2 separate regions of the Podarcis muralis genome follow, and region 2 is linked to region 1. A link is a contact called in public Hi-C data. All regions are on one chromosome and are shown on one strand. The core of a region is the stretch at or near the end of the contact, and the rest is flanking DNA. Distances in the headings are between cores, read along the strand shown. Region 1 holds the start of NOB1 (NIN1 (RPN12) binding protein 1 homolog). Region 2 holds the start of AP1G1 (adaptor related protein complex 1 subunit gamma 1).

Region 1 (6,430 bases), core at 2,232-4,731:
AAGGAGAAAGGACACCCAGAGCTGACAGAGGGGCAGACCAGAAACAACAAATACCTCCTTACTGCATCCAAACTCCACAGAGTTGCTCCTGGACAAGAGGACTCACCTTTCACAGTAAGTGGAGATTTCTCTCCAGGCAACCCCACAGAAGCCATTTCATCGCTGGATGCCTATGAAAGCGAGAGAGCAACAGGTGACACATTGTCTAAAAAGTCGGGGCAAGCCTCCTCCAAGTTCTGGTACTGGACACAGAGCTGGGAGCACCAGCACTAGAGAATGGGAGGAAACCTGGTTTATGGGCTCCAGCTTCCATCAGTCACAGACATGGGCATAGCCAGGGTTTTTGTTAGGGAGGGCAGGCTTTTGTTAGGGGGGACAGAACCTCAGATTCGTATTGATTTGTATTGATTGGGGGGCAGTTGCCCCCCTGCCCCTCCTTGGCTACGCCCATGGCCACAGCTAGCATAGCCTGATGGAGTGGGATGCTAGGAGTTTGGCTACTCATGCTTCCTGCTGCTTCTCTAAGTTTGCCCCTTTGGCTCAGGACAGGAAATACCTTGCTGTCAACAGCCATGCAGATAACTGAACCCTCCAAACTTAGAACTTTTCCAGTTGTTGAGTTCTGAATCCTGGAACAGATAGAGCTCCTTAAAGAGAACCATCAGAAGCCCCAATCCAGCAACAGTTCCGGAAAAACCAGGCCCCAGGAGGTAGTGTGGGAAATTCCCCTCACTGAGTAAGACAGCAAAGGCAGAAGGAAGAAGAGAGCTTCAGAGCACAGACACAAAGAGGAAGTGGGTGCAGAACAGCTCAGTTAAGGACTACCAGCATTTGTTTGCACACACCAAGCTCTGATGGAGAGCAGCAGCAGCCCTTCGGGAGCTTTTCATTCAGCAAAGAGGAGGAACTTCTTCATGCTTGAGCTTCTGGATCATAAAAAGTTTTGTATTTTAAGTCTCTGAATGACAAGTGGGCAGGTAAGGTTAGAAGAAGAAGCAGGAACACCCCCTCCTGAATGAGTTTCCTCGCTCACTTTCTATCCCTCACAGAAGAGTGAGTTTGTTGATTTGCACTAGCTACAGATCTCCAAGAGCAGGAAGACAAAGTTGGTTCACAACAGAGTGTGAGTCTAGCAACCATGCAAGCTGCTCAGGAGGAACCAAACCAAGTCAGCTAATCATTAACACATTCAATCATTGCATATTTATTACTCTCCTTCAAACCCAGCACTTTGTGAAGGTGATAGGTGACACACATACCAATTCACATACCAATTCACTTCATTCCCTCCATGGTCTCAGGTGCATTGAGAATGAGCCAAAAATTGAGTTAAACAGAACATAAGGTAAATTATAGGTGGATGGTGTTAGATCAATCCCACATATGGGTACAGTTCTACTGTACCCAGAGAACAACAATGTTGGTAGTTCCTTTCAACAAAATGAGCAAGATGCAAACAAGAAGTCCAATAGTTCACACACAGCAATGCAAGAGGCAGTGCAAAAATCACTCAACATGCCTCATGACATGTCTACATCAGCTGTTATCTGCATGACAGAGAGAGCTGTCCTCTCTCCTTTGTGAAATAGGATTTTACTCCCATATTTCTCTGTAGAACTCTCTGGAGCTCCTTTAAAGAGTCCCTATGTTTCCCACAGCAGTCCTTGCCACAACCAGGAAGAATCTACACAATTCATTTGCACACACACCCCTTTGTTTAAACAGTATCACTCAGGCTACAGTATATCTTTACAAGTAGCTGCAGCAATCAGCCAATTCAAGAAGCAAACCTGTCTCAATCCTTGCGCTTGTGTATAGTGAGCACATAAACAGCAGTTCCAACAGAAAAGCTGAATCCCAACATTAAGCAACGCAATAAAAGAAGCAATACAAACTTCCCTATAATCTGAGCAAAGCAAATAAGTGGATGAACCTCCTTTGCATGTGTCCAAGGAACGTCATGGTGCCCCTAGTAGAGCCAAAGGCTATTCTGTGGGTACCTCAGAAAAGGAGGAAGGGCACCTTGATGCAGCCTCATCCTACAGCAAGGCACTGTAGAGCAACACAACTGAATAGCACACCCCATATAGACTGTCCGGACACTTCCACTGGCACAAAACATAGCAATTTGTCCCACAGCTGAGTAGGTTAATGGCAGCCCAGCTCTCTGGGGAAAACTCTACAGTGACTGCCAAAAAATAAGGCCAGGTGTCCATAGTCATATGAAAGCAACTCTTACCCAGTGTTAGAAACTGAGATATGAAGCTAGGAGCTAAATGGCATCTTAAACCTAGGTTGTGGGTGCAACAACAGCACACTTTTAAAATAACAATACAAAGCTGAAAATGAACAAACTGCAGCTAAAATATTATGTTCATTATGCTCTCTCACACACACACCCTATTCTTATGAGGGTCTCTTCTCCAGTCTTCAGAGAGTAGTTGGAAGTGGGGAGGCAGAAAAAGGTCCTCCTTTCCTTCCACTCCACAGTTTTAATCTGAAATCTTAGGTGCAGTACTGTGCCTAGAGCTCAGAAACTGCTCACACTAATGAAATTCCCTGTCACAAAATGCGCCTAGAACAATGGAAGTTTTGAACACTGCTCTTACCAACCTAGTATACTCCAGTTGTTTTGGACTACAACCGTACTGGCTAAGGATGATGAGAGTTGTAGTCCAAAACTGCTGAAGGGCAGGCAGTAGGCTAACGTAGCCTGCCTTAAAGGGCCTGAGGCCCTCTTCACCATAGAACAGTCCGCCTCATAGAAAGTACGTATCTTAAGGGCACCTTCTGAACAGAAGAGCTCAGCTGCTGAGGTACTCAGAGAGACAGCCCTTGCCCTCTTTAAAGCTTTCAAGGGACAAGGCAGGCAGGCAGGCAGGCAGGCAGTGGGGCTGGAGACCCAGGGTGCCTGCGGTTTCCAAGCCTGTCGACATTATATACACACACATACAGCAAAAATATTTGGGGTTTGCTCAGGCCTTCCGTTTCTAAAGGTTTTGGCTTCTTCATCCCTTCATTTGCCACCTTCGCCTTTCCTGTAGCTTCGCGGGGCGGGGGTTGTTGTTGCTGTTATAACCTGAAAAGCGGGATGGAACTAACAACCCCTAAAAATAAATAAACAAACAAACGAATGTTTGTTTGTTTTTAAAAAGAGAAACTCAGGAGTGTTTTGTTTTTTAAAGCTGCCCGCTGATTTTCAAAATGTTGGAGAGAAGGAAGCCAGGCAAGCAAGCAAGCGGGTGTGGGTATCCGTATGTGTCAATCACAGCAGCGGCCAGAACCCCCGCCTCCCACCCTCAAATCTCCAGACTTACCGGCGACGGTTCCCAGCTTCTTCCCACTTCCACCTCCTGTAGTCATGGGTCATGTGACAAGTGACACGTCACGTGACATATACTTCGGAAGTGGAAAGGGAGGCTACGGAGCCGGGACGGCTAGAGCGGAATGGCGGAGGAAGCGGTGGCTGCAGGGGCTCCGACTTCCGGTTGTCGGGATGAGGCAGGAGTGGAAATCGCGTGTTCCCTTTCCAAGTTATGAGGTCTTGTCGGACTGGAAGTGGAAGTTTATTTCCCCGGGATTCTTTGGAGGCGGGTGGGCGGCATCAAAAGTATTAGATTAAAAGCCCCGCCTTCAAACAATGCAATGCTCTGTCTATTCTTTTTTAAGTCTAGGAAGAAAGGACGGTTTTAGAGGGGAACTACAGCTCCCAGCATGCCTTTCTTCCGCGAACCATCCTGTGTGAGGCCCACAGTTCCCAGCATGCTCCACAATGGAGAGCGGGGGGGAAAGACTACACTTCCCAGAGTGCCCTGGGAGTCACAGTCTAAAGTGGGGCAAAATGGCTCCCGTGGAGCACGTCGTGGCTGATGCTGGAGCTTTCCTGCGTGGAGCCCCGCTTCAGGTACAGTGGGAAAAGGCGGAGAACGGCTGCCTAGCTTGGCCAGTGGCCCACTGGGGAACCCCGCGAGAAAGGCCCACAGGCCCACGTGTATGCTTTACTTTGCGGTAGATTTTTGTTGGACCTGGAGACTTTTATTAGGCCATCCCGAGTAGAGAGAGAAAGCTGCCTAGACAGAGACTCTCCTTAGGGCGCATGGCAGGTTGGGGTTGTGGGCCTGGAGATTGTTCCCTATCCCTTGACAGCTTCAGGCGGTTGGGGACACACACACACCCGTCTACCAAGCCAAGGTGGCTCCTCAGAATGTTGCATGGGACTCCTGGTGTCCCCTCCCTTGTTGCAGGTGGCCCTGTTATGCTTCTTGGTATGTGGGCATCCCAGAACTAGTGTGAGTAGTAGGTCAGGAGAGGTGTGGCTATAGGTCTGCCTCTCTCTTCCCTAACCTAGTTGCCCGGCCCAGCCCTCAGGTTCCTGACCCACTTGCAACAGCTCTCAGCTGTGTCTTCCCCACTGGTAGGACATTGGCAAGAACATCTACACAATCCGAGAGGTGGTGACTGAGATCCGAGACAAGGAGACCCGCAGGCGGTTGGCAGTGCTGCCCTATGAGCTCCACTTCAAGCAGCCTTTTCCTGAATATGTAAGGCTTGGTGAGTAGCCTCTGCTTCGTGGTCTATGCTTCCTGCCCCTCTCCCACCCCATCCCCTCTTCCGTGACTTGCCTTTTTCTTTTTGTAAGTAACTTTGAGCTCTTGACTGGAGAGCAAAGGGTGCTATTCAATTCTAGTCCTACTCAGGGTAGACCCATCGAGATTAATGGACATGACTGACTTTCATTAATTTCAATTTATCTACTCTGGGTGGGGCTTTGTTGACTATAACCCCAACTAACATGTGATACACACACACACACACACACACGGTCAGGAGTAGAAATCAAGTTGATCACCTACAATTGCTTCATTGTTACTTGCTCTTAGATGTGTTTTCCTGGTGCCCTCTGGAATTAGAGAAGCACTTTTTCTCATGACCAGTTGTGATTTCCAGTTTTGCCTCTGGACTTGAACACTGAAATCCTCCCTTTGTTTCTAGTGACGGAGTTTTCCAAGAAGACAGGTGACTACCCCAGTCTTTCAGCCACAGACATCCAAGTCTTGGCCTTGACCTACCAGCTGGAAGCAGAAAATGTTGGTGTGGCTCACTTGAAGAAAGAGCCAGAGCAGAAGGTGGATCTTCCTTCTTTTATTATTTCTCTTTTGAAGGGGCCTTTTCCAGCAAAATATTTATTTACTATGATGCTGGTTTTGTATCCTGCTTTTTAGGCAAATGTTTTCTTCCAAACAACTCACATTAATTAAAAGACAGACAGAGAGAGGTCCTGCCCTTAGGCTTACACACTTTAAAAAACAAGACAAACAAGAGAAGGGGAAATTAGGGAAGTGGGGGGGGGGGGTGTTGACCAGATGGCTAATGCCAGGAACCAAGTGGTGGGGTGGGCACAGGCATTACTATCTAGTTGAGGCCAAGATAATATTTCCTTGCTTGGACAGAGATGCTGTAAATGACCCTGCAGCCCTTGTTCCCCTGGCTGATGTCAGCATTTGCTCCTTCCTTTCAGCTGTGCACTCCCAGGGCAATTGAAAAGGGTTCTTTCTGCCAGTGAGGAGGGAAGTCAACTCCCTCTGTGGCTAATCGAGGAGGCCCCTTGTTGCAATATTCTTCCTATCCAGTAGGAGGGGGCAATCCAGTTCCACGTGAATGCAAGACACTCTTGCCACCAGCTGCATGTGTTAGCAACCTATGTTTTGTCTTTGTTTCCTGCTGCTGCAAACGCCAGACAGGCTGATTATGCACTGCCTGAATCCTGTCCTATGCTCTGCTGTGTCTTGAATGCCATTCTTCTTGCCATTGCTGCTCAAAAGGTGATCAGACTCTGGGATGGTAGGTTTTGTGAGGCAGCTGCTGCTGCAAAAATCAACAATATGCCCTACCTGACCCACATCCCACTTTCTTTTCTCTCCCCACCCTGGATCTTTGCAGGTAAAACTCAGCTCAACAAAGCAGCACCCTGAGACACCTGTTCATGTTGCTGGCTTCCATCTACCTTCCAAGGTAATTGCCTCTGTGAGCAGTCTGAAACTCTGCCCCACTATTCATGGAAGGAGTATGAGCAGAGGGTAGCACACCTTGGTGACTCACTGCCCCTCCCCTCCTCCTGGTTGCATGGGGTGTAATCTGGGAATGACCAGGTGTGCCAGTTGAGCCCTTGCGCTGGGAGTCCTTGATAGGCAGCATCTCCTCCTTGGCTTGTGTGAGGATCCAGTGACCATTCGGCATCTACCAGAAACCTAAAGGAAGAGGTAGGCACACACGGCTTTTCTAAGAGGGCCATGGAGGATGGCCAAATCGCTCAGTGGTGGAGCACCTGCTTTGCCTGCAAAAGGTCCCAGGTTCAGTCCCAGTCAGCATCTCCAGGTAAACACCCCAGAGAGTCATTGCTGCCAGTCAGTGTAAGCAATTTGGAGCTTCT
Region 2 (6,430 bases), core at 2,325-4,824, 170 kb after region 1:
GTCTGCAGGTCCTCCACCCTCTTTAGCTCTCCTGTGGCCAGCTGGATGATGGCTCCTTTCATGAAGTGGGAGGGTAAGTGGCTCTGGGAATGGGCACATTCCGTGTCAGGTAGTCCCTCATGGGCTGTTCCCTCAGGACTTGCACCTCCCAGGCCATCCTGAGCCCCAGGAAGGAGGGACCCTGAGACTGGCCGACCATTGGCCATTGTAATGCCTTTCAGTATTTGCCGATGGCGGAGCTGCTCCTCAGGGGACTTTGCCGACAGTCTCCGAAAGTGGCTTTTCTCAGCAGTAGCAGCCACCACAAGTTCCACTGGGTTCCTCATTGACTCTGCCTTCTGCTCAGGGGGATTACGATGGGAAAGGTTTAGAGGGCTCAAGCCATCCTTCTGCTGAGCAGAACAAACAGGGTAGTCCTGGGAAGCAAGCACTCCAACCACCCTCTGCACCTCCAGGTCTGTATCTGGGGTACTCCGCTGAGATGGCACAGAGATCTCTGTTCTCAAAATCTGACTGCTTGTCAGGAAGGTACCTTCAGTGCTGCACTCTACCGTTGTCCTTGGCCACTGCCCTTCAGCCTCACTTTCCTTCGCCCCCACGGCAGACCTTTGCACCCCGTTTGCTGTGACTTTAGGATCTAGCTGATTCTCCTGCAGAGACTGCTCAGTGTTTGGGCCAGCAACAGAAGCTTCGAATGATGAATAGCCTGCTGGCAGACGGGACATCTGATAATAGACTGGAATTCGGCCCTGTGTAACATCCAGTGGCTGACCTCCAACATGGGGCTGCAGAGGGCCTGAAGGCAAAACTGAGGCACTGGTCTTGCCAAAGCTGTGGGCTGCCTGTGGAGAAGGAGCAGAGTCTTCAGCCAGGAGAGGTGCATAGGGCACAAAGTGTGGGATATGAGAGGCAGCAAGGCTGGCTGAAGAGGACAGAAGGTGGCTGGGCAGGAAACCAGGAGGCACAGTGGCGGCATAGGGTACAGAGTAGTGTGATCCCACAAACTGCAAGGGAGCAGGAGGAAGTTGAGTGTAATGGATAGGCGAGTATGGGATACCAGGGTGCGGGATCAGCTGTGAGGTCATACTGAAGGCTGGAGGCAGCGGGCCGACATTCACCACGGGTGAGAAGGTGGCCGGGGGCATCGCCACTTTGTACAATAAGCCGTACTGGTCCACGGTAAGACTGGTCACTGTGTCGGAGCTGCCACCAGCCTCGGTGTAACGTGAAGGTGCCTGGCTCGGCCTGCCTGTTGCTGAGCCCCGGGACCATTCCACAGAGGTCTCGCCGCCGCCACCGCCCACCAGACCCGACTCAGCCGCCCGCCCCGGCTCTTCGTTGTTGGCAGCCACCGGCAGGTCGCGCTTCTTGGGGGGGAGGAATTCCTGGCCCCGCTCCTGGGCCGCTCTCATGGCGCTCGCTTCGGGAAGCTGCAAGGTGGGCTGCTGCTGTCGCCTCCTCCTCCTCCTCAGGGGGGTCTCCGGGCGGGATCACCTGCAAAGACACAGAGAAGAGCACAGGGGTCAGCCGGGTGGGAGGGGGGGCAGGCGGGCGGCTTCCGCCCGGCGGGGGGAAGGGAGCCCCGGACACTCCTGTCGCTCACCCGCCGCCACCGCCGCCACCTCCACGGCTTAGTGCCATTCCTCTGCCCGCCGACTCCGCAGCCACCCCGGGCCTGACCCCGCCCTCTTTCTTCTCCGCCGCCGCCGCTGCCGCCGCCTTGCACGGCGCGCCGGAACTGCCGAGGCTCATGACGTTAGGACGGCGCGCGCACAGCGATGACGTGATCGCCGCCTGCGGTTGCCATAACGACAGCCGAGGAAGCGGCGGCGGCGGCGGCATCGCTATAGCGACAAAGGCACCTGCCCTTCCCCTCTGCACGTGACGTCGCGCCCCGGCATCCCCCCGAGCTCTACTCCGTCGAGCCATAACTGGCCTACCTGTAGGGTTGTCGTAAGGACTGCTGAGGTCTGGCTTGAGAAATAATAAGCGATGCTTGTGCACTTGAAGCGGTCTCTCCACTGTGTGGTGTGCCTCTTTATTAAGATGATGAAGCCGCCAGCCTCGTGCCTTTGCGGCAGGAAAAACGAAGCGCCCCCAAGGGGCCTTGCTGGTATCAAACTGGGATTGGAAAGGAACGAATAAGCTGGCGCTGCTTCTCGGCTGGCTATTCCAGGCCTTAAACCGAGAAGATGCGTAAATTATGACCACAGTCAAATTCGCGCTAAGCAAATCAAGGAAGGGGAAGCAGAGAGGAGAGACCTTTAATAGGAGCCTCACGCTATCCTGGCAAGGAACCGGTCTCTGTGTGGGTAGGCAGCCAGTAAGTGTGTCCAAAACCGCAAAGAGCCAGGCCGCTTCAGTCACAGACTCTGCACGGTACGAGTTCCTTTTACAAGGGCAACAATTATCGAAGACTTTCCAACCTTCAAACATAAAAGTGTCCTTGGCCTTATACTGGCCAGGACAGGAACAGCTTGCTGGTGCTATGTAGATGGGATGGGATAGAGCTGTCACTCGATGTTGAGTTGATTAATTATTTCTCCTTTGTGTGTGTGAGAACGAGAGGAATGCTCTCCGTGGGGCTCCTGTCGCCCATCGATTTGCAACTAAAAAAAAAGCTGCTGTCTAGCGAGATCCTAGGAAGAGCCCTGCTTGTCCGTTAGATCAAACTAAGGAAAGTGGAGGAGGGAAGGGCTGCATGTGCTTTTGCGTGCAGACAGGACCAGACTTAAACTCCTGGCAGGTACTTTCAGGTAGGCCAGAGTGAGGAATCCTGCCTAAAACCGTGAAAAGCTGTTGACCGCCAGTGTAAGCAATACTGAGCTAGGTGGACCAAGAGACTGACTCAATTTAAGACAGCTTCCTACAGTTTCCCCATCTGTTTCCCAACGATTAGCCAGATGCCCTAATGGGAGGCGGAAGCAGTGCAAGAAGCCGCCGCCGTTGACTATCAGAGATAACGATTGAAGTGACCAATATATATCCCGTGGCGAAGCTTTCTAGCCCCCAAACCTTAATACTAGCCGCGGAACTGTAGAGCCCTAAGAGAGACCAGAGCTGAAATGGATGTATCGGCCACATTAGCGAAAACTGTTTCACGCAAATCGTAGGTGGTTGAGCCGGTAGGCTCTCCACGTTCAAACAAGGCGCTTGCCAGCAAGCTTCTTCGTCTCTCTGCGGCCTCAGAAACGGGACACTGGAGCTCCGTGCAAAGCCTGCAGTCCTGTGTATGTCCAAAGCACTGGGATATATTTCCGAGTAAATTTGCTTAAGATTGAGCTTGCTAGGAAAGCACGTGCTCTGTACGGACTTGGCCCCGCTACTGTCAGGCTAGCCCCCGGCACTTCGCAATTGGCGAAGACGCTTCAGTCGCCCTGCCAGCTGGTTTTTTTCTCGAAGGACGGCAGGCGCTTCGCCTCTCGGGCTGTCGGCAAGTTCCGTATCCAGAACGGAACTTTAAAGTTCGCTGTACGACCCGGCCGGACGCATGTCGTGAGCACAGCCGCAGCGGTGACTAGGCAGGCGTCTGACGTCATCACTACCTGCCACGGCGCAGTCTCACCGCTAATCGTGTGACACCGCTACAGATACTTCCGCGGAGGAAACGAGTTCTGGGGCCAGTTACCGCGGTTCCAAGCGCAGAGCATTCTGTCTGGCCACGAAACCCGCCGGCTGGCGGCGACGGAGGACTCAGCAACGTTAATGGATGCAGCAGGCTATCGCCGCGCCGTGCTCTGAGGGAGGGCAGTCAGTGAGTCCCGGTCTCCAGATTCCTCCGCCTGCGGTATCGGTGCTGAGGCCGCGCCGCCGCCATTTTGGATGCCAGGCTCTAGCTACTGCCGCCGCCGCCTTCGCCGTAGGGATCCGGCCCGGTGAGTGCCGCTCGGGGAGAGAGGAGGGGCGCTGCCAGGCAGGGTAGGTGTTGCTGCTGCTGCTGCTTCTACTTCGGCGGTAGGATCCTAGGCCCGCCGCCGCTGCCCGGGGCAAGGCCCCGCCACCGCCGCCTCCCGCCCCGCCTCCCGGGACTGACTGAGCCTTGGCCGCCGAGGGCCCGGCCGCTTTCCGGTCGGTGGGTGGGTCGGCTGGCTAAGGGGAGAGGCGCCGGTTCCTAGCGCAAGAAGGGAGCGCGCTGCCGTGTTCCTTGAGGGTTGCAGCCGTCTGACTCGTCAGCTGGCTCGTGAGGCCTGGCGGGGCTGCTGTCCCTGCCGGAGCGGCCCTTCGCCCTCCCGGGCAAGAGGTGGCTGTTCCTCCGTCCGCTTCCCTTCTCCGCGCCGCCGCGTCCCTAGCAAAGGCCAGCCTAGGCGGTGCTCCTTAGCCCATGACTTCCTTCCCGCTATTCGAGGCGTTTTTCTCTTCGCCCGGCCAGTTCTGTCTCTGCTGTCGGCGGAAGTGCCTGTGGCCTCTTCTGTAGACGAGGAGAGCCTTCTCCGCGCGCCGCGCCGGAGTTCACCCCCGTACAGCTCGCCCGGGCTTCCGACGATCGGATCGGCTCCTATCCGAGACCTGAAGAAAGAGACTCGCCTCGCCCCTTGACAGGCCTTGTGAGCAAGGGGCTTAGGAACACCTCGTCGGGGAGAGAGACTGAGAGTCACTCCCGATTACGGCAGGGTCGACACTAGGAAAAGGCTCAAGGCTGTTGGATGTGGATTCCGACGCTTTGCAAGGAATGCCTGTTCAGTGAGCGCTGGGGAAAGTTTGAAAGGCCAAGACCACGGGTGGGTGCGGGGAAGTGAGAGGGCAGTCCAGCCAGCTGGCTCACCTGTCAACTTGACCTGAAGAAGCCATTGCAGTTCCTTTTCTTGCCCTCCTGTCGAGAGGGAAATATTTGTTTATTTTTATTTAACGAAAGTTTTATTCCATTTGATTGTAAGAATTTCTAAGGTTCTAAGCTGCTTTCCTACTGAGGTTAATGATTGTGAAGGAGTTATCTAGCAGTACTCTTGTAGATGAGTAACAGTTGGAAGAGGGTTACTCAACATCTGCAGACCTTCTGAAACTTAACTTTATTTTAATATGGACATTCCTGCCCATATCCTTAGTTGCTTCAGCTTGATTGCCCAGTTTTCTGTCCCCTAGACTGGAACTCCTTGCGAGAAACCCTTTGTGACAATCTCTTTCTCTTCTCTTCAAACACTTCCTCAAAACACATTTTCACTTTGAAGCCTGTTGTTTAATGCCTTTGGTTTCACCTTCATTGTTGCAACATGGAGTATTTGCTCACATTTCTCCTTCATCTGTCATTTAAAATTTAGAAACTGTAAGCTCATATTGATGTGATTCTCTGCAAAGCATCATGCGGAATGATGGTGCTACCTTATAACTAATGATTAACAGAACCTGTCTGACAGAGGGCCTCTCTTTTATAAAATGTCTAACTAGTGTATGCTGAAAATCCTCTGTGTCTCTTGAAAGAAATTATGACAATTGGGCAGAATTGTTACATTGACTAAGTTTGGTGTAGCTCAAAGATATATCATGAGATGGAAGGTTTGTTTTTAAATAGTATTGCAGATGGAGTATGCTTGTCTTTTGTCTGAATACAGTGGTCTTTACCTTTGTTGAATTTCTGTTGGCTATGGGCAAGTGTCCAGAATTAGCCAGGTGCATTTTGCACTTGACTATTGACCACTCGCAACCATGAGTTATATTTTATCTGCACAATCAGAATGAATTTCAGGAACCAAAATGCTTTTTCTGTGCAGCCTGAGCAGGAGCAACGTTAGTTAATTATTGTAGTTTGTCTTCACTTACCCCACCCCACTGACCTTGTCACAGTTGTGAAGAACATTCCTATGTTATGAATGATCAGTGTCACCATTAAGAAAAAGATGTATGAATAGGCCAATATGTATGTGGACTGTCCCTGCATCAAGTGACTTTTCTTTAAGTTCTCAGAGTTCTTAACCTAGTTCAAGGTAGTCATCTGAACTAGCCAGGTGTTTCACTGATAATCAATCACAAATAGTCCATCATTTGAAAAATAAGACTTTAGAGCCATCTTACCCTCAAATGGCAACTAGATATTCCGTTTTGGTGACTGTAGCCTTGGTTTAAGGAGCCCTTTGGCACCTAACTTACATATCATAGTTTCTAACACTGCTGTGAGCTTATTCTGGATGTTTTTGTATTTGTAGTACACTTTCTTTCCAGCAGTATGGTTGCATTGCCACTGTTTTTGTTAACAATGTCTGGCTGTTAATTCAGGGTGTACCTGCATTGAGGTGGTGAATTGTGTTCTGTGTCTCTCCTCCCAAACATAGTTAATAAACTTTACTATGTGTGTTGGCTTGCATGTTGACCATCTTATGGCAGAGTTGGATTTTAGGAGTAGTTGCAGGTGTTTTTGAACCAAAGACCTGTTTTTTATTGTTTCTTCAGCTTGGGCATCTTCTGAGAGTTTTTTGGGACCTGCAATCAGAAACTGTTT

The links. Hi-C and Micro-C count contacts between places; a contact is called where the count stands out from the background.
Region 2: a Hi-C map of blood shows a contact between it and region 1, with 2.8 times the contacts expected there. The contact joins the promoter of AP1G1 here to the promoter of NOB1 in region 1. A contact is called at or near these places in 2 of 3 Hi-C or Micro-C datasets (blood and tail).

The regions. Positions count from the first base shown.
Region 1 is chr7:44,716,679-44,723,108 of rPodMur119.hap1.1, forward strand. It overlaps NOB1 (NIN1 (RPN12) binding protein 1 homolog), which reads left to right and starts at 3,482. Exons shown (of 9, transcript XM_028739837.2): 1 at 3,482-3,541; 2 at 4,419-4,551; 3 at 4,993-5,126; 4 at 5,941-6,012. The coding sequence starts at 3,497. It overlaps WWP2 (WW domain containing E3 ubiquitin protein ligase 2), which reads right to left and starts at 910. Exons shown (of 24, transcript XM_028739833.2): 1 at 846-910; 2 at 107-170. The coding sequence starts at 890.
Region 2 is chr7:44,883,151-44,889,580 of rPodMur119.hap1.1, forward strand. AP1G1 (adaptor related protein complex 1 subunit gamma 1) reads left to right here and starts at 3,575. Exons shown (of 23, transcript XM_077931672.1): 1 at 3,575-3,918. ATXN1L (ataxin 1 like) reads right to left here and starts at 2,603. Exons shown (of 2, transcript XM_028739800.2): 1 at 1,941-2,603; 2 at 1-1,494. The coding sequence starts at 1,412.